2 separate regions of the Pan troglodytes genome follow, and region 1 is linked to region 2. Evidence: chromatin contacts called from public Hi-C data. All regions are on one chromosome and are shown on one strand. The core of a region is the stretch at or near the end of the contact, and the rest is flanking DNA. Distances in the headings are between cores, read along the strand shown. Region 1 holds the start of FGF1 (fibroblast growth factor 1). Region 2 holds the start of SPRY4 (sprouty RTK signaling antagonist 4).

Region 1 (4,223 bases), core at 1,291-3,790, 370 kb after region 2:
ACATGAAGTTCTTAAAGAACATATAAACAGTAAACTGCAATCCTGACAGTCAATGCCATTCTGATTCAGAGAGGGGAGACAGCAGGAAAGTCTGGAAGGGCCAGATAAGGCCTCAGAGGGGAGACAGCACCAAGGTGGGCCCTCACAAGTCAAGATGAGTTCACAGCAGAAGAGGAGAGGGAAACAGAACTGGGCAAGGGTGGGTGAGGGAGAAGGGAGACCCATGTGAGCATGGGCAATTTGGGAGCCCAGGTGGGTCTGGGCCTGGTGCATGGTCTGGGAGCTAAGCCACAGACAAGCCTCCTGCTGTCTTTCCTACTCTCAAGGATCTCTAGGAATAACATGGCATGGAGTCTTTTAGTCACCTTTTCCACTAATAATTATCCTTCCTATGAGAACTTCTGTCACTAATACATTTTTATGGCATGTAAGAGGGAGGAGCTGCTATCAGATGAGCTTTGAGTCAATCTAGACCATTGCAAAAAAGCGACATAGAGTGGCAACCATTGATTTCGGCCACCCTGCATCTAGCCCCCTTTGTCCTGGGATGAGAACTCTGATCATTTCTGGGGAAACACCACTTCATTGCTTTCAGTCCATGCATTTTTGGGGATGGGAATGACTCCATGCCCATGGCAAGGATGGGTACAATACCCACATTCGTTCTATGAGATTGACCCTGAGATTCTAGCTAGAACTAGAAAGGGAAGCACCTGTTCTTGTACAGTGCTGTGCTAGTAGGATGTCAGCTGGGAGCTGCTGCAGCCATGTGGCCTTCACAATGGGCAGGTCTTCCTGGAAACAGAAGGACGCAGGGGAGGCAAAGCCAAGAAATGGAAAGACAGCTTCACGATGCCATCATCTAGGCCCCTGGATCTCATGATACCAAAACCTTGCTTTTTCAGGCACATCAGTTAATAAAAAAATCCTCTTGGCCGGGCGCGGTGGCTCACGCCTGTAATCCCAGCACTTTGGGAGGCCGAGGCGGGCGGATCACGAGGTCAGGAGATCGAGACCATCCTGGCTAACACGGTGAAACCCCGTCTCTACTAAAAATACAAAAAATTAGCCGGGCGTGGTAGCGGGCGCCTGTAGTCCCAGCTACTCGGGAGGCTGAGGCAGGAGAATGGCGTGAACCCGGGAGGCGGAGCTTGCAGTGAGCCGAGATTGCGCCACTGCATTCCAGCCTGGGCGACAGCGAGACTCCGTCTCAAAAAAAAAAAAAAAGAAAAAAGAAAAAATCCTCTTTTTGCCTAAATCTCTTCAAACTGGGTTTCAGTCCATGGTTACTAAATGAATCCTGACTTATTCAAGTAATGACCTTGTTCCTACCAGAATTTTGTTGGTTGCTTCTTAGCATGGGTATTTGTAGTCCATAGCCTAGGGGCAGACTACATCCAGGATAACAGTTTGTGTGTGGAAGTGATAGTGGCGTCTATCCATATCCCTAAATGGATATAGGTACATGTTCTATGAGGAGGCATTATAGGGGAGACCGAGGCTGCAAAATCTGTTTCTCCTCTTTGTCTCTGAAGTCTGTGTACAGAGCAATTTTCCCCAAACCCCTGATTTTATTCCTCTTGTTTTCAACCAGAGAAAGGAATACTTGAATCTGTTAAGTATGTTTTGCAGGGCTCTAAGAAATCAGGAAGAGATGGGGAAGGGAGGTGATGGGGAAAAAGAGGCTCTGCATGTCTCATTTTTGTTTTTTCCTTTTTGCCAACGACAAAGAATCAGCTGGCATCCTTTTATTTTCTATTTCATGCAGTGCTTTTTAAAATGAAGCATTAAGTCTACTGTAATGGGATTTGTCTAATGATTTCCTGGTAAACATCTTCTTGGATCTCAGCAAAGATAATTCACTTAGTAGGAACCATTTCCTGCTTCCCCACTAAGAACCAGACCTACCCAGTTCTTTCTGGGAGTGAATTGGCCTTTGAATGAGAGAAGGCAGTACAGGAATATTTCACTCTAACATTCATCACATAGACTCAAGCTTGCCACAGACCCAGATCAGGGAGGAGAAAAGGAAGGCGGGGGTGAGGGAGAACGTTCATGCTGAGCACAACATGAAGCCAAGCAGAAAGTCTGTAGCAATCTGAGCCCTTTGCAGAAACAGATGCACTCACCTCTTTGCCTTGGCTCTGGGGTGCTTTCTTTCTGGGGCAGTGACAGCTTCTGCAATGTCCACACTGTTCTACCAGGACGGCTGCAGGCAGGCTGCTGCAGGAGGAAGGGAGTTCCCATTCACCATCAGAAGGGAGTGTCCTCCCAGAAAAGGAGGCGATGCCCTGATTCCCCTGGAGCGAAGGCTGTTGGATCCACTTGTCCTCTCTCTCCTGCTCCCTTTCTGGTATGAATGGAGCTCAGAGAAACCCCATGAGAAGAGCTGAGTGAAACCACACACCATACCCACCTGTTAGTAGGTTGGCCTCCTAGCCTTGGGGATCCTGGAGAGGAAGGCTGCGGAGTGGGTCATGAGGCACTTGGGCCCCTACAAGTGCAGCTGACACTGGTATGCCCACAGAAAGGCCAAGGACAAGCACTGTGTATTTATTTCTCCCCCTCTCATGTGATCTTATTTTTGGACTGGACACAAAAGCTATTTGGGGGCTGGACAGCTGCCAGGTGAAAGGACAGTGATCTCATCCGAGTTCTCTCCATGCCTCTCTCTGCACTAGTCCCTGTTACCTTTCCCTATATGAGGCAGAAGGGAGCGGGTTTTGCTCTGAGCCTTACTTTCAGTACATCCGAGCAATGTGTCCAACTTATCATTTTTCTTCAATTAGCTGATTGCTACCCTTTGAGGTTTCACAGAGGATCAATGTAATGAACGAAGTCCTTACTTTTATGTCTGAGGCAGGTGAGTATTTCTGAGTCTGGTGGTCGTGTCGCACAGTCATCATACACACTATTTTAGATGCAAAGATCCTCTTTTCAACACCAGGATGGGAGCCCCAACCCTGAAAGGCAGATGTGGGCAACGCCACAGAGCTAGGCTCTCAATGTGTTGATTCTGCCTTCTGTCCTGGCTGTTTCTGCCTCTGGCTCCTAGGCTTGTAAAACTTACAACACTGAGACAGTTTGATTTTTCACCTCTGATCCTTCCTCTTCAGACATGAATGGAAAGTTTTGAAAATGTCATGCCTGGCAAGATGCCAATTCAATATCGTCCTTTTCACCATTATCACTGTTATTTACTGGGCTCTTTCTTGCTGAATGCCCTTCATTTGAGGAGTACTTCCGCATTCTTGTATTTAATCCTCACAACACCGCTGCCAGGAGGGTAAGATTGCTCCTATTTGATATCCAGGGAAGCTGAGGTTTGGAAAGGCTCCTTACCTAACCTTTGGAGAGGGTAGAGTGGGATGGGAACTCCCGACTGTCTGAGCTCTTGGCCACTTTGCCCTACCGTCTCCTGAAGATGTGAATCGTTGACATTTCACTGTTGTTTTCACTTCATAAGAGGGAAAACAAAACCCTTAGGGTTGATTCAGACCCACAACTTCAATCCTTGATTTCTGTTCCAAATCCAGTTATTGAAGGGGAGAGAAAATAAGGTTTTCATCTGTTTACAGTCCCAGGCCCTGGTTCTAGGTACAGGATGGAGTCTCTGGCCGCCATTCTCGTTGGAGCCATTTTCCTGTGAATAATTCGTTGTGCAAACACACACACCAGAGAGGACTGGGCTGGGCCGCCCAGGCCGGGTTCCCACTGTATCCAAGCTGGACTGCACTTTCCACTAACCTGAGAAAGAGACAGAGAGATTGAACCAACAGCTTGTCCAACACTGCCCTCTGCAGGTCACTAGGCTGCATTACCCCAGATGGGAGTCTGCAAGGCTTTCCAAAGAGGAGGGCCACACCAAGGATTATTTTTAGACAATCAGTTAGTTCTCCATTTCTGCAGCTATTCTTTCCTAAACCTGGTTTGCCTGAGCACGTGTCTGTGTTCATAACCCTTCCCCTACTGTATGAAAGGAAATCATACCTGTCAGTCTTCACAAGTCTTAATAAGGTGCCATTGCCCCAAGTATAAAAATATCAAAGTTCCCAAACTAGGAACTTCCTTTAATACTTTAATTCAGTCTTTTTAAATGATTAATTAGGCATTTTTTAATTCAACAACTTTGCTTTTCCTTCCTTGAATATTGAGGGACAGAACTGTGGAAGCAAATCAAAGAGAATATTAGAAATAATAACAGATTAATAGGTACACTTAAA
Region 2 (4,222 bases), core at 213-2,712:
CGACTGCTGCAGCTGGGCCAGCTGCGCGGGCTGCACCCCCTCCCAGCCTGCGAGAGGAGGTAAAGGCCACCTTCACGCCACTGCGGGCCTGGGCAGGAACCGTCAGTGTCGCTGGGGGGTGGGGGGCGCTGCGGCCTCCGGATCCCGGGTTGAGAGCAGGGTGGGGGAGGACACACCTAGATCTGGGGATCTCTGCCCCCCGCAGGCAGTCAAAAGGGGGGGGCGGGAGGACCCCTACTGGGGGCCTTCTCTTGCTCTAGGCCAGAGACGCCAGGCGGGAGGGGTCTTGAAGCTGCGTTTACCAAAAATTAGGAAAATGTCCATCATTCATATCAAAGGGTGGGGTGAGGATTGGTGAGTGAATCTGGTTCTTTTTCCTGAGGCTGAATCTCTCGTGAGTGCTGGCCGCCCCTCCCCCCATTTCTTGGGTGTAGACAGTGACTGGGCCCAGGCCTCTTCCGGCTCCAGTACCCCCCGGGGCGATTCTGGCAACTCAGCCAGAGGAAGCCTGGCCCTCGCCTCCCAGCGTTCCCCCAGCCCCCCGCCCCAGTGCAATGTCCGCAGTGCCCGGGCGTCTGCCCGCTCTCTGTCGCCCTAGCTAGGTGTCCTCTCTCTGTCCCAGTCGGTTTCCCAGCCCTCACAGGACGCTGGCCTGAGGAGCCTCGGTCCACCGAAGGCCCACGGCCCTTCGCTGTTGTAGGCGCCTTTCCCCAATATCCCCCACCTCTCACCAGCCTCCCCTCCGGGGAAGTGGGAGCGGCCGAGAACTGGCCAGGTGGATGGGTGGAGCCGGCTGCGCCGAGGATGCTGCCGGGGTGGCCTCAGGATTAAATAACAACGGGGCTCTTGAGCCGCAGAGGAAATGGAAATGGCTGGGGATCCTTTCTTTGCTGTTAATGATGGTGGCGTTGGGGGGCGGGGGTGAGGATCAGCTCAAGCCGGTGAAAGAAAAGCCCCCGCCATTAGGCCTGACTCCAGGAAGGCGGGGAGCCCTCGCAGCAGGCCCTGCTCCTCCCTGGAACGGAGGAGCCTGTAGCCTCCGGGAAGTCCGGGGCGGGGGGTGGCTTTGAGGCGTGGATAAGAGCAGAGTCTGGGCCAGGGCTTGGCCCTGAGTCCCTTGTAAGATCTGTCTTGCCGCTGTTCTGGCCTCACGGGGAGATTGTGTGGCAGTCTTTTTCTTCCTACGCCACTATAGGATTGTGCTTGGCTGTTGTCAGAGGAACCAATGAAAGGCTCCCAGCCCAGGGCTGAGGTCTGGCCTAGGGCTGGGGCTGGGACTCTAGAGACAGGCAGCCCAAGGTCACCGAGTCCTAGCCTAAAATGCCTTCTCACCATTCGGCTCACCTCTCCGTGTACTTACCCAGCTCCTGAGGGCAGAGCAGACTCTCCCCTAGGGAACCTCAGCCTTCCTTTCAGGGGCGAGACCTTTCTCTAAGACCAAGAGAACTCTTCGCCAGAAAAATGGGTACAGCTGTGCAGGACTTCCTTTTAAGGGTGTTGAAGTTAAGTATCGCCCTCTCTGTCAGCTGTAGGAACTGAGGCCAAGGGTCCTGCACCGGGTATATGGAAGAGCTGGTAAATTGTAGCACTGATTTTCTAGGTCTTTGCAACCTGGCTTTGCTACCAACCCTTCTCAGCATCACAGACCTAAAAACCTGTTTCTCGCATGTCATTTAAGCATTTTAAACAATGAAAGCTGAAGCAGTAATTTTCCAGCTGGTGCTCACCCATGGCCCTTGCTGAAACAATTAGAAGGATGGGAATAAATAAATCTTAAATCTATGGCAGAAAAGGAGGATTGGAGGAGCCGCGGGGAGGGGGGTTGCTATCCTGTTTTCTTTATTAGAGAAACTCAGGAGACAGACAGGATTACATTTCATAGTCTTTCTCAGCTTCCCTGAAAGAGAATGCGAGGAGACCCCAGCCTGTGGTGGGGAGAAGGAGGAGCTCCCAATCTTGAGCTGGGAGGGGCCTCTGATGCTTAAGTACAGCGAGATTCAGAGCGTCTAGAAGGGCTCTGGAGGTCATATTCTGGTTGTGCTTGGAACCTAAGCTGAGGAATGGTTTGGAGCAGCAGTTATGAAAATTTCATTCATTCATTCATTCATTCACTCATTCATTGATCGATTCTGTAGTGGGGCCTGCCCTGACTCTGGAGACTCAGTGGTGAGGGACAGACAGCCCTCCCTGCCCTTGTGAAGCTCACAGTCTTTTGAAAAGACAGACAGACAGACAGACTGCAACATGAGGTTCTAAGTGCTAGGAGGGAAATGAGCTTTCTCTGGGGTATGTTGCTTGCCGGGGAGGTGGGGGATGGTGGAAGGAGCTGATTCTGATTTGGTCATCAGGGAATGTCTCTGAGAGGGCGGCTTCTAGTTGTGAGTTGAGACCCAAAGACTGAGAAGTGAATCTGAGGGAGGACTGGAGAAACATCTCAGGCAGAGGGAGCATGGGTGGAGGCCGTGTGTGGGAAAAGCCTGGCATATTAGAGGTACTGACAGAAGGCCTCTGTGGCCACAGCTTTATGAGCAAGTTTGAAGTGAGCCTGGTGAGGAATTCAGATGTCATCCTATTAAGGATTTTAAGCAAGGTCTGACACATTCTGATTTGTGTTTTAAACCTCTCCAGCAGCCCTGGGGCCACAGTTTAGGGGGTGAGGGGACAGAACGAAAGGTGGTTGGGGAATGCAGAGCATTTGCTCCATTGCAGGGTGAAGACATCATGTTCCTTCTTTAGGATTGGGTGGCCGGTAGGCCTGTGCTGGATTTGTTTTTCTGCTTCATCTGACTCTGTTCATTCCAAAGCTACTCGATGTCTTCCCCAGGTATAACTTTCCTGCTAGAGGCACATCCTAACAACCTTGCATTCCTGCCAGGGCTAATGACAATCTTTTACCCTGATTCCAATAAAAACAGCCTCACTCCCACCAGATTGTGGCCAGGGGAGTAGAGTAGGTTCAGTTTTGAGCTTTGTTCTTTTATTAATCTCCTAGGCTTGCTAGGACCTGGAGTTAGTGGGATTGAGGAGAGGCAGGAATTCCAATTCAATGACAGTCACTTCTGGAGCACTTACTGTATGCCAGTTGTATGTGCAGCATGTTTTCATATGTAAAATTGTTTCAAAAAGCTGGGTCTTTGGCTGGGTGCGGTGGCTCATGCCTGTAATCCCAGCACTTTGGGAGGCTGAGGCGGGTGGATCACAAGGTCAGGAGTTCAAGACCAGCCTGGCCAAGATGGTGAAACCCCGTCTGTACTAAAAATACAAAAAAATTAGCCGGGCATGGCGGCATGCGCCTGTAATCCCAGCTACTCCAGAGGCTGAGACGGAGAATTGCTTAAACCTGGAGGGGCGGAGCTTGCAGTGAGCCGGGATCGCGCCACTGCACTCCAGCCTGGGTGACAGAGCGAGACTCCGTCTAAAATAAAAAAAAAAAAAAATGGGTCTTGATTGTGTCACCCCTCTTTTGCAGACCAGAAGTGCAAGGCTCCATTTAAAAATTTTATTTATTCCACAAAAAATTGTTTTTTTGGTGTTATTTTTGTGACACACTTCTTATGTTTCAGGCATAGTGCCAGCTGTTAACAGTTATAGTGAGAAAAGGGACAGACACAATTTTTGCTCTTATAGGGCTTATAGTCAGTGGTGATGCCACAGGGAGGGCATGGAGAGGTGAGGATGGCATGTGTTTTCTTCCTACAATCTCCATCAGAACCCCCATTCATTTCTGTGTTCAGTTGACATTTCTCAACCTTAGTAAGTATTAAGCAATGGAAGCAAAGGCCCCCCTACCCAAACAGATTATTTCCTTCCACCTGTGTAGAAATTCTGGACTCCTACCATTTATAGTCAAGTTCGGGAGATAGACATTAAACAAATAGTTGATCAAAGAATCACTTAATTACAGTTAACATCAGCAGTGCATACAAAGTACAGAGAGCAAAGGAGGGGGGCACAGCCTGAGGCCCTCAAGAAGGTTCCCCAGAGCTCAGATCTGCAGAATTCAGACTCAGCCAGGCTGAGCTCAGTGGTAGAAGGCCCAGAACCAGGAAACAGCCTTGGGGACCCTAGTCCTTTGAGGAAGAGACGATGTGTCAGAACAAGAGGTTAGAACTCTGGCCTGGCACTACCTCCTAAGCTTTCCGGTTCAGCGTTTCAGCTGTTTCAGCTTTGGGCTGGACAGCTTGAAAGACAGATGGACAGACACTGCCTACAGATTGCTAGG

Evidence for each region. A called contact is a pair of places that touch in the nucleus more often than the background predicts.
Region 1: a Hi-C map of induced pluripotent stem cells shows a contact between it and region 2, with 2.7 times the contacts expected there. The contact joins the promoter of FGF1 here to the promoter of SPRY4 in region 2. A contact is called at or near these places in 3 of 7 Hi-C or Micro-C datasets (induced pluripotent stem cells and stem cell-derived neural progenitor cells) and 1 of 1 other capture datasets (stem cell-derived neural stem cells).

The regions. Positions count from the first base shown.
Region 1 is chr4:140,412,234-140,416,456 of NHGRI_mPanTro3-v2.0_pri, forward strand. It overlaps FGF1 (fibroblast growth factor 1), which reads right to left and starts at 2,541. Exons shown (of 3, transcript XM_024356768.3): 1 at 2,417-2,541. The region is part of intron 3 of LOC107974888 (a long non-coding RNA gene); the gene reads left to right.
Region 2 is chr4:140,042,075-140,046,296 of NHGRI_mPanTro3-v2.0_pri, forward strand. SPRY4 (sprouty RTK signaling antagonist 4) reads right to left here and starts at 1,463. Exons shown (of 4, transcript XM_527058.8): 1 at 1,361-1,463. LOC104006586 (a long non-coding RNA gene) reads left to right here. Exons shown (of 4, transcript XR_010157338.1): 1 at 1-59.